2 separate regions of the Sus scrofa genome follow, and region 1 is linked to region 2. Evidence: chromatin contacts called from public HiChIP or PLAC-seq data. All regions are on one chromosome and are shown on one strand. Each heading gives the region's core, a stretch centred on a gene start, on an enhancer-like site or on the middle of the called end of the contact. The rest is flanking DNA. Distances are from core to core; before and after follow the strand shown. Region 1 has its middle 7.7 kb from the start of LIPA. Region 2 has its middle 38 kb from the start of FAS.

Region 1 (6,727 bases), core at 55-2,554, 210 kb before region 2:
TTCCAAAGCTACAGTTGAATTGTCATCTTGTCAATATGTCCCTTTAAGATTTCCCCAAAGAGGCAAATATTTGGGCTTCAGAAACCTCAGTGTCATTTGTACACATTTTCATGCAATCTTAAAGGATTATATGGTTGTCTCTAGAGAAGTTAACACTTACGTTACCAAAGATTTCTTTGTCTAATATGTTGGCACCTTTAAACAATATTGAAAGAAGGATAAAATATTGATTAGAATAAGAAAAATCCTCAAAGAGAAGCTATGTTAGATCTACAAGTTTTTTATTTCAATAATTTTATCTTAATGGAATTACCATAGGTATATAACTGATATTGGTTTAAAAAATGGATATAACCTAAACATCCAACAAAAGGGATTTACTAGTAAAGTATTGTACCTCCAAATGACAAAATCATAAATGTACCCACTAAAAACTATTTTTTAAATATTGAATGACATAGAAAGATTTCCAATGTTAAGTGAGAATAAAGTAGACAACCAAATAATGTATATAATATCAGCCCATTTTTTTGTAAAATTATGTATACAGAGGAGAATAGGGCTGGATGTATACACCCCAAAGCAGAAATTATGTTTAATCTATGTAATAAATAAAGTCATTAATAATAAGAAAATAAATTGAATTTATAGAAAGGAATTTACTATATGGAAAAAATGTTAAAAAAAAAAAAAACCAACACATTTATTGAGTACTATGTGCCAGGCCTATTATAAGTGCTTTACACATATTATCTTGTCTAAACTTTCAAATGGGCTTAGATACTACTAATTTTATTTTACAGATGAGAAAACTGAGGCATAAATAAGGTAAAAATGTTGGGAGTTCCCATCGTGGAACAGCAGAAACAAATCTGACTAGGAACCATGAGGTTGCAGGTTCGATCCCCGGTCTGGCTCAATGGGTTAAGGATCCGGCATTGCCATGAGCTGTGGTGTAGGCTGCAGATGCGGCTTGGATCCTGCGTTGCTGTGGCTGTGGCTATGGCTGTGGCTGGCAGCTTTAGCTCTGACTGGACCCCTAATCTGGGAACCTCCGTATGCCACAGGTGTGGCCCTAAAAAGCAAAATAATAATAATAAATAATAAATGAAAAAAAAAGTTAAAAATCTTGCCCAAGTTCTCATTTTCACAGCTAGCAAACTGTAGATACTGGCTTGAACTTGGGTGGTGTGACCCTAGAGTCTGCCCTCCTAACCACAATTTTGGACTTCCTCCTACATCCCTCTGCCAACACTGAGTGTAGGAAGATCATGTGAACATTATCTTGAACTTCCCCTTCTGGATCCATTGTTTATCTTGTTACATCCTTCCCTAAGAAGGGTGAGGATTATGAAATAGACTACATGAGCAGATTCCTCTGCCCTCCAGCTACTGGTTAGGTTTTATACATGGGGAAGGAGCATGGAGGGAGGGAGACAGTGACGGTAGAGGGTTTATTTCTCTGGTTCTCTCCCTGATGAGAGGCTGTAGACTGTGTCACTCTACTGAAGGGGATACTGCTCCTTTCAAGAGGACTTCTATGAGACTCCTTCCTTCCATTTTCCGGTAACCATCTCATCTCTTTGGGCCTAGGGGTGGTTAACAGCTGTGCTATCATGTGATTCCCCTACCCAACAAGTGTCAAATAGTTCCTTTGTAAATCAGCTCTCTCAATCATCTCACTCCAATTCTTGTGTCCTTATTAGAGTCCTGACTGATACGAGTTGCAATTCCTCTTTTCAAAAAGCTGACATTGAGCATTTTGAGTACTCACCACATGAACAGGAAAGTTGAAGATAATATAAAAATACATCTGTAGGATTAAGGTTGGTGGTTATAAACTAATATATTTTAAGTTTCATGTTCATAGCCACCTGCACCTTATTCGCCATTCCTTATTTCTCCTTTTTTAGACAGAATTAGATTAGCTGTAGAGATGTCTGTGAAGCATTTCACATGGTGATCAGGATATAATCTTGCTCTTGTGATTATGTCAAAGTAATTCTCACTGCAGTTCTCAGAGCAGTTTACAGAGCTTGTGACACACATGGACATTGAGTCATAGAGCATTTTACAGATAGTTCTTTACCTGGAACAGATTTATGGGATAATTAGATAGAACCTCTTTAGAAACTGAGAAATAGAAAGTAGGAGTTCCTGTTGTGGCTTAGCACGTTTGATCCCTGGCCTCACTTAGTGGATTAAGGACCTGGCATTGCTGCTGGTGTAGGTTGCAGATGCAGCTCAGGTCTGGTGGTGGTGTTGTGGCTGTGGCATAGGCTGCAGCTGCAGCTCCAATTAGACTGACCCCTGGCCACAGAACTTCCTATGCCAAAGGTGCAGCCATAAAAAGGCAAAAAAAAAAAAAGAAAAAAAAAAAAGAAAAGAAAGAAAGAAAATAGAAACAGACAGACTGGAGTCAAAATGTCTGTATAGACTCTCCTTATCTTCTATTCAAGATAACAAAGCTATAACACAGTTTGTTCCCTGCTTTCTCAGTCCTCTAATGTTGAGGCCTTTCTCGTTAACTGTTGACTTATTTTACAAGTCAGAGGAGAACAGATATTTGAGTACTTGCAATTTAGGAGAAGCCAACAGAAAAGGTTTGTCTATGGTCAAGCACCACAGATGTGACCTGGTTAGTGTTCCACTCCCTTGAGGCATCTGCCTCCTTCTTTTGTGCCCCACATGATTGATGGTGATGACATACAAAAGTTTATATATATATATATACTATATATATAAAATATATATATATATATTTAAACTTTGCAGCAAGGAGAGATGTCTAGCAAAAGTATTCCACAGTAGCAAGGATACAAAAATTATCATGGCATAATGCAAGACCAGAGGCAATCTTTTGCTCTGTTCTAATATCTTGTTTATATTTTCTTAAGTTATAGCTCACAGAATGGATACCCTCACAGACGAAGGAAGCATTGTAACATGATAGAGGAAGTACCTGATTGGTTCCCATAGGCCTGCCCAGGATATACCTAACACAGTAACTCCGGCAGCCTCCCAGTGAAGGGGAGGAGGGGCATAAGAATCCATGGGGATTTGTACCATGTAGAAAGTGAAGCTCCTCAGCCTTACACATTCTTCACACTCGTTAAGAACATCTTGAAGGAACAAGCTGGTTTAATAGTTTAATCCACTGTATGCTATCGATCCGATGTTAATACTGAAATGGCCGTCAACCACTCGTTCATATCAGTTTCTGTTGCACATTGGCTGAGTCCTTTCACTCTGTCATAAATGGAGCCTTGCCAACTTCATCTTTATCCTTTCTAAATTCTGTCCTTTCTCTGTAAGATATTCTTATAGGACCTCTTTCTTGGCTGTCAAAAATGTTACCCTACCCTATTACAGAAGTTTTTTTTTTTTTTAATTCCATGTTTGCTTCCCATTTTTTTTTTCATGAGTTTCAAAGATGTGGATGTCATCATCTTGTTCGGAAATTCTGTGGGTCAGGCTTAGGATAGTGGGATTGTTGATGGGCTTGCCAGTGTAAGATGGGACACTCCACCCATAGAATAGAACATAAAAAATTGAGTATTTTAAGGTGAGTTAGTCCAAGTAGAGTAAGATAAAACAGAGATGCAGGAAGTTAGTAGATATCAAGGGCAATTGGGAGCAGAAGTGGCACCCCGAGAAGATAGACAAGTAGAAAATATCTAGACCAATGTACGGAGAGGAAAACATGAAAAATATAGGTGGGGGGAAGCATAAGAACTATGAACCCGCTAACAAGATCAATCACATGTTTACCTGGAGACCAAGAAGTAGAAGAGTTAAGATGAATCCATACTTTCCTTTATTGGAAATATACTATCCTTTTCTTGATCTATCTCAATTCTCAATTCCCTATTCAAAGTTCTTCCCTTCCTCCCTGAGATGGAGTCCAGCCACAAGAAGAAGAATGTGATCTGCTCTTCCTCCCTTTCCTTACTCTGCCCTACCCACCTACCCCAATTCCTGTTGCTGGCTTCTCCAAGCTAGAGTCAGATGAGAAGCAGGAAAGGGAGATTTATTTTTTAATGTGATTGGTGCTGAGGAGGTACAAACCCTTTGTTTCCTGGATAGGCAAGCATACAATTGCTAGCCTCTCATTTAACACACATCATTGGACTGCGCTTTCAAAACAAAAATTAGAACACACCATCTGACAGCTGCAAACCATCATGTAGACAATGAGGCATTAATTCAATGGGACTGGGTCTCTGGTGATCCTTTCCTTGGTGGCCTCAGTCCAGCCTTGGACTCTGTTCACAAGCTGTTCTCTTGGCCCCTCCATTCTCCATCTAGCACTTGTTGTGATCTCTCTTTCCTAGTCTGTCTGCTCATAGTCTAAGGCTCCTATAGACCCCATAATGAGCAGAGAATTGTGGAATCTCAATGTGTTTTTTTCCTGCCTAAATCACAGCTTTTCCAAGTGTGTCTTGATTTTTTCATATCTCCATCATGCTGGTGTTTTATCAGACTATCCCATCCTTTATAATCTTGTTATGCAAAGAGTGGGCCGCAGACCAGTGTAGTGATATCTCCTGGGTGCTTGTAAAGAAGTGCAGAGTCTCAGGCCTCACCCCAGACCTACTTGATCACAATCTGCATATTAACACACTTCTGATTCATATGATTCATATGAGGAATGAGGACCATGCTTTTCAAGATCCATTTCAGAGGTTCATTTCTATACTAAATATGTTTTTCATTTTCTTCTGGTAAATACCATTAAAACAATTCCAAACTCTTGGCTCACATTTCATAAGAAATCCTACTGGACTTCTGTCTAGTGTCTCTTCTCAATTGACCATCACTTTTTGGGAAGAAAACAGTATAAATTGGCAATTGCAAGCAAAACATCTTCAGTTACTGAGGTGACTTTAAAGTACGCTCACATGTCACTGTTGGCAGCTGAGACACCTTAAAGAGAAGAGGCAGTAAGAAATTCCACTGTCTTCGAGAATTTCTCCTCCCTTTTCTTCCTAGAATTGTTCTTCCCATGCAAGAGAGATGGGGTATTGGACTAATTTGGCTTCTGCTTTCCCTTACCTTCCTCCTCATCGTCCTCCATCACCACTAAGACTCCTTCAGTGAACTGTCCTAAGTGAAAGGCAAGCCCATTTGATCCAGCTGTATTTCTTTTCTTTCTTTTTTTTTTTTTTTTTTGTCTTTTTAGGGCCTCACCCATGGCATATGGAGGTTCCCAGGCTAGGAGTCAAATTGGAGCTGTAGCTGCTGGTCTATGCCATAGCCACAGTAATGCGGATCTGAGCCATGTCTGCAACCTACACCACAGCTCACAGCAACGCCGGATCCTTAACCCACTGAGCAAGACCAGGGACTGAACCCACAACCTCGTGGTTCCTAGTCGGATTCGTTAACCACTGCGCTACGATGGGAACTCCCAGGGTTTGTTTTATTTTTTTAACCATGAATCATTTTTAAAATGATAATTTGCTACAGAACTCCAATAGAAACTTATGGACTATAATGTGACAGGGGATAGAAGGCCCTGCAGACAAATTGTTTAAAGATATAAACACAATTTCATTGTTTTAAAATATCATATATATATATACTAGAGCAACCACAAACTCAATAATAACCAGTACTAAAACAAAGCAATAAGGAGTTTCCATTGTGGCACAGTGGGATCGCCAGTATCTCTGCAGCACCAGGAGGCAGGTTCAATCCCTAGTCAAGCACAATGAGTTAAAGGATCCAGCAGTGCTACAGCCGAAGCACAGGTCACAACTGCTGCTCAGATCTGATCCCTGGCCTGGTAACTCCATATGCTGAAGGGTGGCCAAAAAAGAAAATAATAAAAATAATAAATAAATAAATAAAATTTCAAATCAGTAAAAGGCAAAGTTCTCACAAGGATTTATGTGGCCATACCTGATGGACTCCCCCATCTTACCCTGACCCTGCCATCCTCTAAATCCCTACCTGGCATGCTCCCCTGCCCCAATATTGACATCGTGAGCTCCCCCATTTCCTTCAGGGCTTGACTCAATTGTCCCCTTGTCTGTGATAAAGTGAAAAATGGCCTGCTGGAAGTTAAACTATTAAGGGAGAATGGACTAGAGCCCAGAAATAAAACCACATACCTGTGGCCAATTAATCTTTGACAAAGGAAACAAGAACATACAATGGAGAAAAGAGTTTCTTCAACCTGTGGCCAATTAATCTTTGACAAAGGAAACAAGAACATACAATGGAGAAAAGACAGTTTCTTCAACAAGTGGTGCTGGGAAAACTGGACAGCTTGCATGTAAAACAATGAGATTAGAGTGTTTCTTCACTCCATATAAAAAAATAAACTCAAAATGGATTAAAGACCTAAATGTGAGACCTGAAACTGTAAAACTCCTAGAAGAGAACATAAGCAGAATATCTTTTCACATAAGTCGTAGATATATATATATATATATTTGGATCTGTCTCCTATGGGAAAGGAAACAAAAGCAAAAAATTTTTAAATGGGGCATAATTATACCTAAAAGCTTTTGTACAGCAAAGGACATCACTGACAAAATAAAAAGACAGCCTATGGAATAGGGGAAAATATTTACAAATAATATGACTGACAGGATTGTGTTGCCTTTCTCCTGAAAAGCTTTCAGTGGCCTCTCATTTGGGTCAGAAGAAATAACAGAGGCTTACAACTGGCCCCCAAGGCACCCCACTACTTCTAGGACCTCATGTTCTACTACTCTCC
Region 2 (7,026 bases), core at 3,969-6,468:
ATTTATCAGCAATTGACTTTTGACAAAGGTGCCAAGGCAGCTCAATGGGGGAAAAATAGTGTCTTCCTGGGACAATTGGATAGCCATATCCCAGTAAATCAGGTTGGACTCCTTTCTCATACCACATTATAAAATTAACTCAAAATAGATATAAACCTAAAGATGTAAAACTATGCAATTCTTAGACTGAAACATAGAAATAAATGTTTGTGACCTTGTGTTAAACAATGGGTTCTTAGATATAATAGCAAAAGCACAAGTGATGAGAGAGGAAAATAGATTAAGTGGACTATATAAAAATTAAAAACTTTAGGACCACAAATGATGCAATAAAGAAAATGAGGAGTCCCTGCTGTGGCACAATGGATTAAGAATCTGATTGCAGTAGTTCATGTCACTGTGGAGGCACAGGTTCAATCCCTGGTCCAGTGCACTGGATTAAAGGATCCAGTGTTGCCACAGCTGTGGCTCGGATTTAATCCCTGGACTGGGAACTTCTATATGCCACAAGTGTGGCCATAAAATGGAAAAAATAAAGAAAAGAAAAGGAAGTGAAACAATGAACCACAGAACAGAAGAAACAGCGCAAATCATATCTCTGATAAGTGCCTTGTATCCAGAATACATGAACACTAATAATTCAATAATAAAAAGACAAATAAGCCAAAAGATGGGTAATGGATATGAATAGGTATATCGCCATAGAAGATATATAATAGGTTCATTAGTCAACATCATTAGTCATTAGGGAGTTGCAAATAAAAAACCACAATGAGATATCACTTCACATCCCCATGAGATGACTATAATCAAAAAGACAGTAACAAGGGTTACGGAGAATGTGAAGGAACTGGAACCCAGTCATTGCTGCTGGAAATGCAAAGTGGTACAAGCAGTTTATAGAAAAGTTTGACAGTTCATTAAAAGCTAGTACACGAATGTGCATAACAGCATTATTCATAATAGCTAAGAAGTGTAAACAACCCGCATGTCTGCCAACAGATAAATAAAATGTGATATATCTATACCATGGAATATTATTCATCCATAAAAGGGAATGAAGTACTGACACATAATGTAACATGGATGTACCTTGGAAATATTTGCTCAGTGAAAAAAAGCCAGTCAAAAAAAGCAACATATTGCACGATTCCACTATATCTAGAATATATAAGTAAATTATATATAAGTATATAAGTAAGAAAGTAGGTAAGTGGTTACCTAGAGCTGAAAGTGAGAAAATTCATTGTTAATGTTGATGAGTATGGGTGTTTTGCAAGAGGTGATGAAAATGTTCTAAAGTTAGATTATGGTGATGGCTGCACAATTCCATGAATATACTACAAACCTTTGAACTATACACCTTTTCCCCCCTTTTCAGGGCCGCACCTGAGGCATATGGAAGTTCCTGGGCCAGGGATTGAATTGGAGCTGCAGCTGCGACATCTGCCACAGCGAAGGCAACACCAGATCCAAGTCACATCTGTGACCCATGCCGCAGCTTGTGCAACACTGGATCCTTAACCCAGTGAGCCAGAGTGAGGCCAGGGATCAAACACACATCCTCAGAGATACTAGTTGGGTTCTTAACCCACTGAGCCACAAGGGGAACTCTGAACTGTATACTGTAACTGGCAGAATTGTACAGGGTGTTAAGGAGATGGAGGGACTATTAACTCGTCTTCCGTAAACACGTGGTTCAGAGGTTTTTGTTGAAGTGAGCAATGTCCATGAAGTGCTAGACGAGCACCTGGCGCCTGAGAAATGCATGGCAATACGCTTGCACCCATTTTCAAGGAGGTGATTTGTCTCTCATTTACTACATGGATGATAGAGAAACTGATGAACAGAAAGGGCTGATTCCTAGATAAATTTACATGCAAGCTCAATTTAATAGATAATTTTAGAAGATTCAAGTCTCCTGGAAGCCCATTTCCAGGACCTCTCAGTCAGTACCTCTCAGGGGCTCTTCACCGGAATTCATTAACGGAGAACTATGTTAGGAATTTAGATGTCAGCACTGCTTCCTCTTCATTGGAGTCTGTGCATGAGAACCATCCTACATGATTTAAATTTACCCCCTTAGGTGATTCATGTGCAATCATTGCCACAGAGGTTAAATGATTGTGGTCAAAATGTCCTGCCTGACATCCTGGGTTATTCACAGGAATGAGAGACTCCAGCTCATGTGCACTCAATATGTGTTTTTATGTCCTTGGCTTGTCTTTCCCACAAGACAGTAAGCTCCCAAGTATGGGAAACTGCCCAATAGCTTCCTTCATATACCAAACAGCAAAGGTGCTCTGACTTGAGCGAGGGCATCATAAAGGACGTTAGCTGCCTGGTGTTTCAGGAAAATTCGTCTCATGTGATGGCTTCAATTAGGGTCCAGCAGACACTGTCAGTATTTGAAATTGTAATGACTATTTTGCAATCCAGTTCTTGGAAAAATAAAACATCTGAGATTTCTTAAGTTCCTCCATGAATATCAAAAGGCTCCTTATTTAGTAAAAGTTACAAAGACAAAAAAATGGGTAAAACGTAGTCCAGTTGTAGACTTGATTGTGCTTAAATCTAACTTTCAACAAATGTGTTAAGTACTTTATCTGAATAGGAAATGCCTTAAAAATACTTGTTTCATATATATATATATATATATATATATATATACACATACACATATGTACATAAAATATATATGTATATACACATACATATATAATATGTATATGAAAAAGAATAATCCTAAATAACTCCAGTGCTCACTACCTGGAGATAATAATTTAAAATTTTTCATGAATATCTGTTCATATCTCTACCTCTGTCTATTGACAGATATGGAAAGAAGCACAATTTGATATCATTCCATTGAGAAGCCGTTCCCTGATCTTCTACCCCCATCTCAGTCTAGATTAGGTTTCCCTGTTATAACCAATTCATAACACCTGTACTTTTTCTTGCTAGCCCTTATTAGAAAAGAATTCATTTTGTTAACTATGACAGGTGTTTCCCACTACATATGTCCACCACGAGATAAACTCAATGAAGGAGATAAATTGAATGAAGTAAGAACAGTGCCTATCCTCACTCATTGCTCTATCCCTAGCATTCAACTGAGTGTATTACAGTTGGAAAAATATTCAGTACATATTCCTTAATAAACTATAATATTACGCAATGTAACAGGAAAGGTCTGTGTGTATTTGTTCTCCTAAATCCCCTTAGCTGCCATCTCAATCATTTTGTCAAGTGCAATCAAGAAAGAATCACGTGGAAGCAAAGAATGCCACTAGAGCTCTCATTACAAACCATGGCACTCTGTAAACCTGAAACAAAATAGAGAAGTCACACACACACACACACACACACACACACACACACACACACACAGTTTGTGAAAAGTGAGGAGAGGCATAGGAGGCACATGGCTGAACTGAGCCTGATCTGGTTATCTTTCCTGAGTGTCAACTGAGAGACTTCTCTAGGTGGGGGTAGGCTCCCCCTCACCTAACTCCAAAACTTATGTCAAACCCAGGCCGGTTGTCAGTGAAAATTCATTGGGCTTCTGGTGAGGGGATGACTAAGAGTTCCTTGCAAGCGACACTGTTTACTGTTTCAGCACTCTCTTGAGAGGGCAAAAAAATCAGTCTAAGTTGTCAGCGAAAGATACATGAATTTGTGCAAAGCTTCATCTTCTTGGAGCCTTGGTTTCTTCATCCTTAAAATGGGTGTAATAATACCTACCTCAAAGTCTGGGAGAAAAATGCATTGATGAAAATAAAATCTAAAAGGGTTTTTGCATGGGCCAGTGTTATTACTCCTAAATGGAAGAGTAAAGTTACCTTAAACTTCTCCACATCTGAGACCCTCTGACCTCACTGTCTGCAGGAAATCATCTCAGTAACCGTCCCTATCGAAACACTTGCTCTTCTTGACAGTAAAGGCAGAAACTGAGGTAAGGCTATGAGATGATCTATCAGAACTATTACCGTTGTCATTGGTATTCTGGCTCTTTATTCAAAGCAAACTTGCCCTAGGAAATAGGAGTCTGACAAGCACTGCATATATCGCCTTCTGAAGCTGAAAAAAATCAGAAAAATCTTTGGGGAGTTCCCGCTGTGGCTCAGCAGTAATGAATCTGACTAGTACCCATGAGGATGCGGGTTCAACGCCTGGCCCCGCTCAGTGGGTTAAGGATCTGGCATTTCCATGAGCTGCAGTGTAGACTGCAGACACGGCTTGGATCTGGCATTGCTGTGGCTGTGGTGTAGGACTCCAGCTGCAGCTCCAATTCGACCCCTAGCCTGGGAACTTCCACATGCCACGGGTGCAGCCCTAAAAAGCAAAAGAAAAAAAGAAAAAGAAAAAGAGAAGTCTTTGATTGCTGCTCTCAGATAAGAATTAGCTGGCATTACATTTCCTTTTCTGGCTGTGCGGAATTAAAATCTGCAGCTTCACTTGCATGTTTTAGTACTAAGATATACAGCTTCATGAAAGAAGCCAGATGTACGGGACCACATATTACGTGATTCGGTTTATAGGGAATGTCCAGAAGAGTTAAACCCTTAGAGACACAAAGCAGATTGGTGGTTTCCAGGGGCTGGAGGGAGAAGACAGGGAGAAGTGACCTCTTAATGGATGAGGGTTTTCTGCGGGAGCAATGAAAATGTTTTGGAATTAGATAGAGGTGGTGGTTGCACAATGTTGTGAATGTACTAAATGCCACCGAACTGAACACTTTCAAGTGGGTAATGTTATGTGAACTTCATCTTGATTGAAAACAAAAAGGGAGGGGTGAAGAAGGGGACTTTCCAAATTCTATGTTCTTGAGAAAGTCCTTTCTCAGTGAAAAGATGAGTAAGGTGTGAGGCATAGGTCAATTCCTAGAAAAGTGGGAGTGAAAAAAATGTCTAAGGGCAGAGTGTGCTCTGCACAAGAAGGCCTTGGCAGGAGTGGGTGTGGAAACTGCTGCATAGAGACCACCCTTGTTTCCTGCTTCCGGGTTCTACCAATTCAACAAATGAGCTTTGCAGACCCTCCCACGTGCAATCAAATCCATTGATTATTTATTGTGCATCTCCTACTGTTAGAATCTCACTTCTACCAAGAGTAGAGCCTTTGGCTATTTTATTAACTTCTTAGTGAAGGGCCTAAAATGGCACCTGACTCATAAAGAGGAAGTGTTCAATAAGAGTTTGCTGGAAGAGTAAAAAGTCTGTAGTTCCATTTAAGTACCTTCCTTTCTCTAGCAGTGCGAAGTCTGAACACAGTTCAAGCGAAGCAAATTGCTACAGCCGTTTCTGAAAAGTTTGCTAACAGCCCTGTCTCCTGTTGCCTAAGATGAGAGTAGAAATGCCCACATCCAGGTGCAGGGATTGTCACATCCAGGCTATTCCAGGCTGGCCAGGTACCCCAGAGGCCAGAAGGCGTATCTCTCCTTCTCTGCTCACTTTGTCAATCAGACCCTCTCTGCCAGGGCAACAGCTCAGTGGAAGAGCATCCTCTGAGGAGCAGAGGGCCAAGTCTTTTGCTTAGAAACTGAAAATCCTGCCAGTACTAGTCAAAAAATCCTGGTAGTCTGGTGACAGCCATGGTGTGAGAAATCTCCAGGAGATCTGTGGAATTTCATTGCTAAGCTTCTTGCATAACTGTCTCATCTGCTTAATGAAGCCCATGAGTCAGCCATTACCAGAGGGCACTGGGTCATTTATTTGGAAGCAAAGAGAAGCCCATGGGAGTTCAAAGGCAAAGTTCAAGGCGACTCTGTTGAGCTAAGTCCTATCACCTAATAATCTGCATAAATTATCTGTGACTTTTAGGGATGCTCTGCAGACTGTCCTCAGTCCGATGATCACCCAAGACATACTTCCCAGAACTTGCTGGGAATATAAAAGGATGGAAAAAACCCACAAAATTCTGCCTTTTATTAGTTAATCTTGGAATAGAAGAGACTTTGTAAAGCTTTTTATTCAAAAGAGAAAATACGTACCATTTTAAGGGAAGTTAAGGATAACTTCTGTGCCTTAGTCTCTTTCCTGCCATAGCATGTATTTGCATAATGCAGTGTCCTAAATTGTGGCCCAAGTGCCTTCAGCATCACAGTTATCAAGGGTGCTTGGTGATACACACATTCCCAGACTTACTTACCGAACATCTCCAGGAGCAGGACTTGGGAAATACGCATTTTAAATGTTTCCTCAAGTGATTCTTACACACATTAATAGTTAAGAACCAGTGTCATAGTACATTCTAATTTATTACACTTGCAGGTGTATATTCTTCTTATTCCTGTCAATTAGATAAAGGACAGGCGAGATGTGTCTTTCATTTTACAGGTGAGGAAACGGAAATCCAGAGATGTTAAATTCAAGGTCATAAATTAATTTGTGTCAGAGCTACTATTTGAACTTGAATTTACCTGGTTCTAGATAGAACCCTTAACCTACTACTCCATGCTGTGCTGTGCCTCTACTGGAAAAAAAAATGAATTAAAACATGAACTGACTGGAATATGTTTCTGTAGGGATAACAGTCTTTTATGCAAGCAGGGCAGTCAGAGGAGAAACACTGCCACCTTGTGGCCAGCTGGAAGCAAAGCATAGCCTCTTTAAGGAACAAGGGATCATATCCTCTTGGACCTTGATGAACGGTGCTGGATGTATTTGCACCTTGATGTACTGACTTGATGGATTGTACATTGAGCTGTCCTCATTCTCCACTGATGCATTTGAAGGACTAGTTGACTAATCCTTTGACCTCTGGCCTTTGGTTTTGTATCTGAGATATTTTTCCTCCTAGCTGAAGTTAATTTACTCATCTAGAGCAGACACCAGATCATTAATGCCAGTAGATCCAAGGGACCCTAATGAAATACTTTTTGGGGCCAGAATACCGTGGATCTCTAGATCCTTGGTGTTTTTTTTTTTTTTTTTTTGCTTGTTTTGGCTTTTTAGGGCCACACTTGAGGCATATGAAAGTTCCCAGGCTAGGAATTGAATCAGAGCTACAGCCACACCAATGAGGGAT

Evidence for each region. HiChIP or PLAC-seq counts read pairs in DNA pulled down with a chosen protein or histone mark.
Region 1: a contact with region 2 is called in an H3K27ac HiChIP or PLAC-seq map of alveolar macrophages. The contact joins two enhancer-like sites. A contact is called at or near these places in 1 of 5 promoter capture datasets (liver), 12 of 47 Hi-C or Micro-C datasets (alveolar macrophages, embryonic fibroblasts, fibroblasts and 7 more) and 2 of 2 datasets of contacts at active chromatin or transcription factors (alveolar macrophages and skeletal muscle).

The regions. Positions count from the first base shown.
Region 1 is chr14:101,166,473-101,173,199 of Sscrofa11.1, reverse strand. It overlaps a transcript of LIPA not described here. Among named protein-coding and RNA genes, the nearest start is that of LIPA, 7.7 kb to the right of the region's middle. Within about 2 kb of position 1,304, at least 8 of the 83 cell types and tissues checked have an H3K27ac peak or open chromatin away from gene starts, as enhancers often do. A contact at or near this core is called in alveolar macrophages, where this site is marked.
Region 2 is chr14:100,961,778-100,968,803 of Sscrofa11.1, reverse strand. No RefSeq gene overlaps it. Among named protein-coding and RNA genes, the nearest start is that of FAS, 38 kb to the right of the region's middle. Within about 2 kb of position 5,218, at least 6 of the 83 cell types and tissues checked have an H3K27ac peak or open chromatin away from gene starts, as enhancers often do. A contact at or near this core is called in alveolar macrophages, where this site is marked.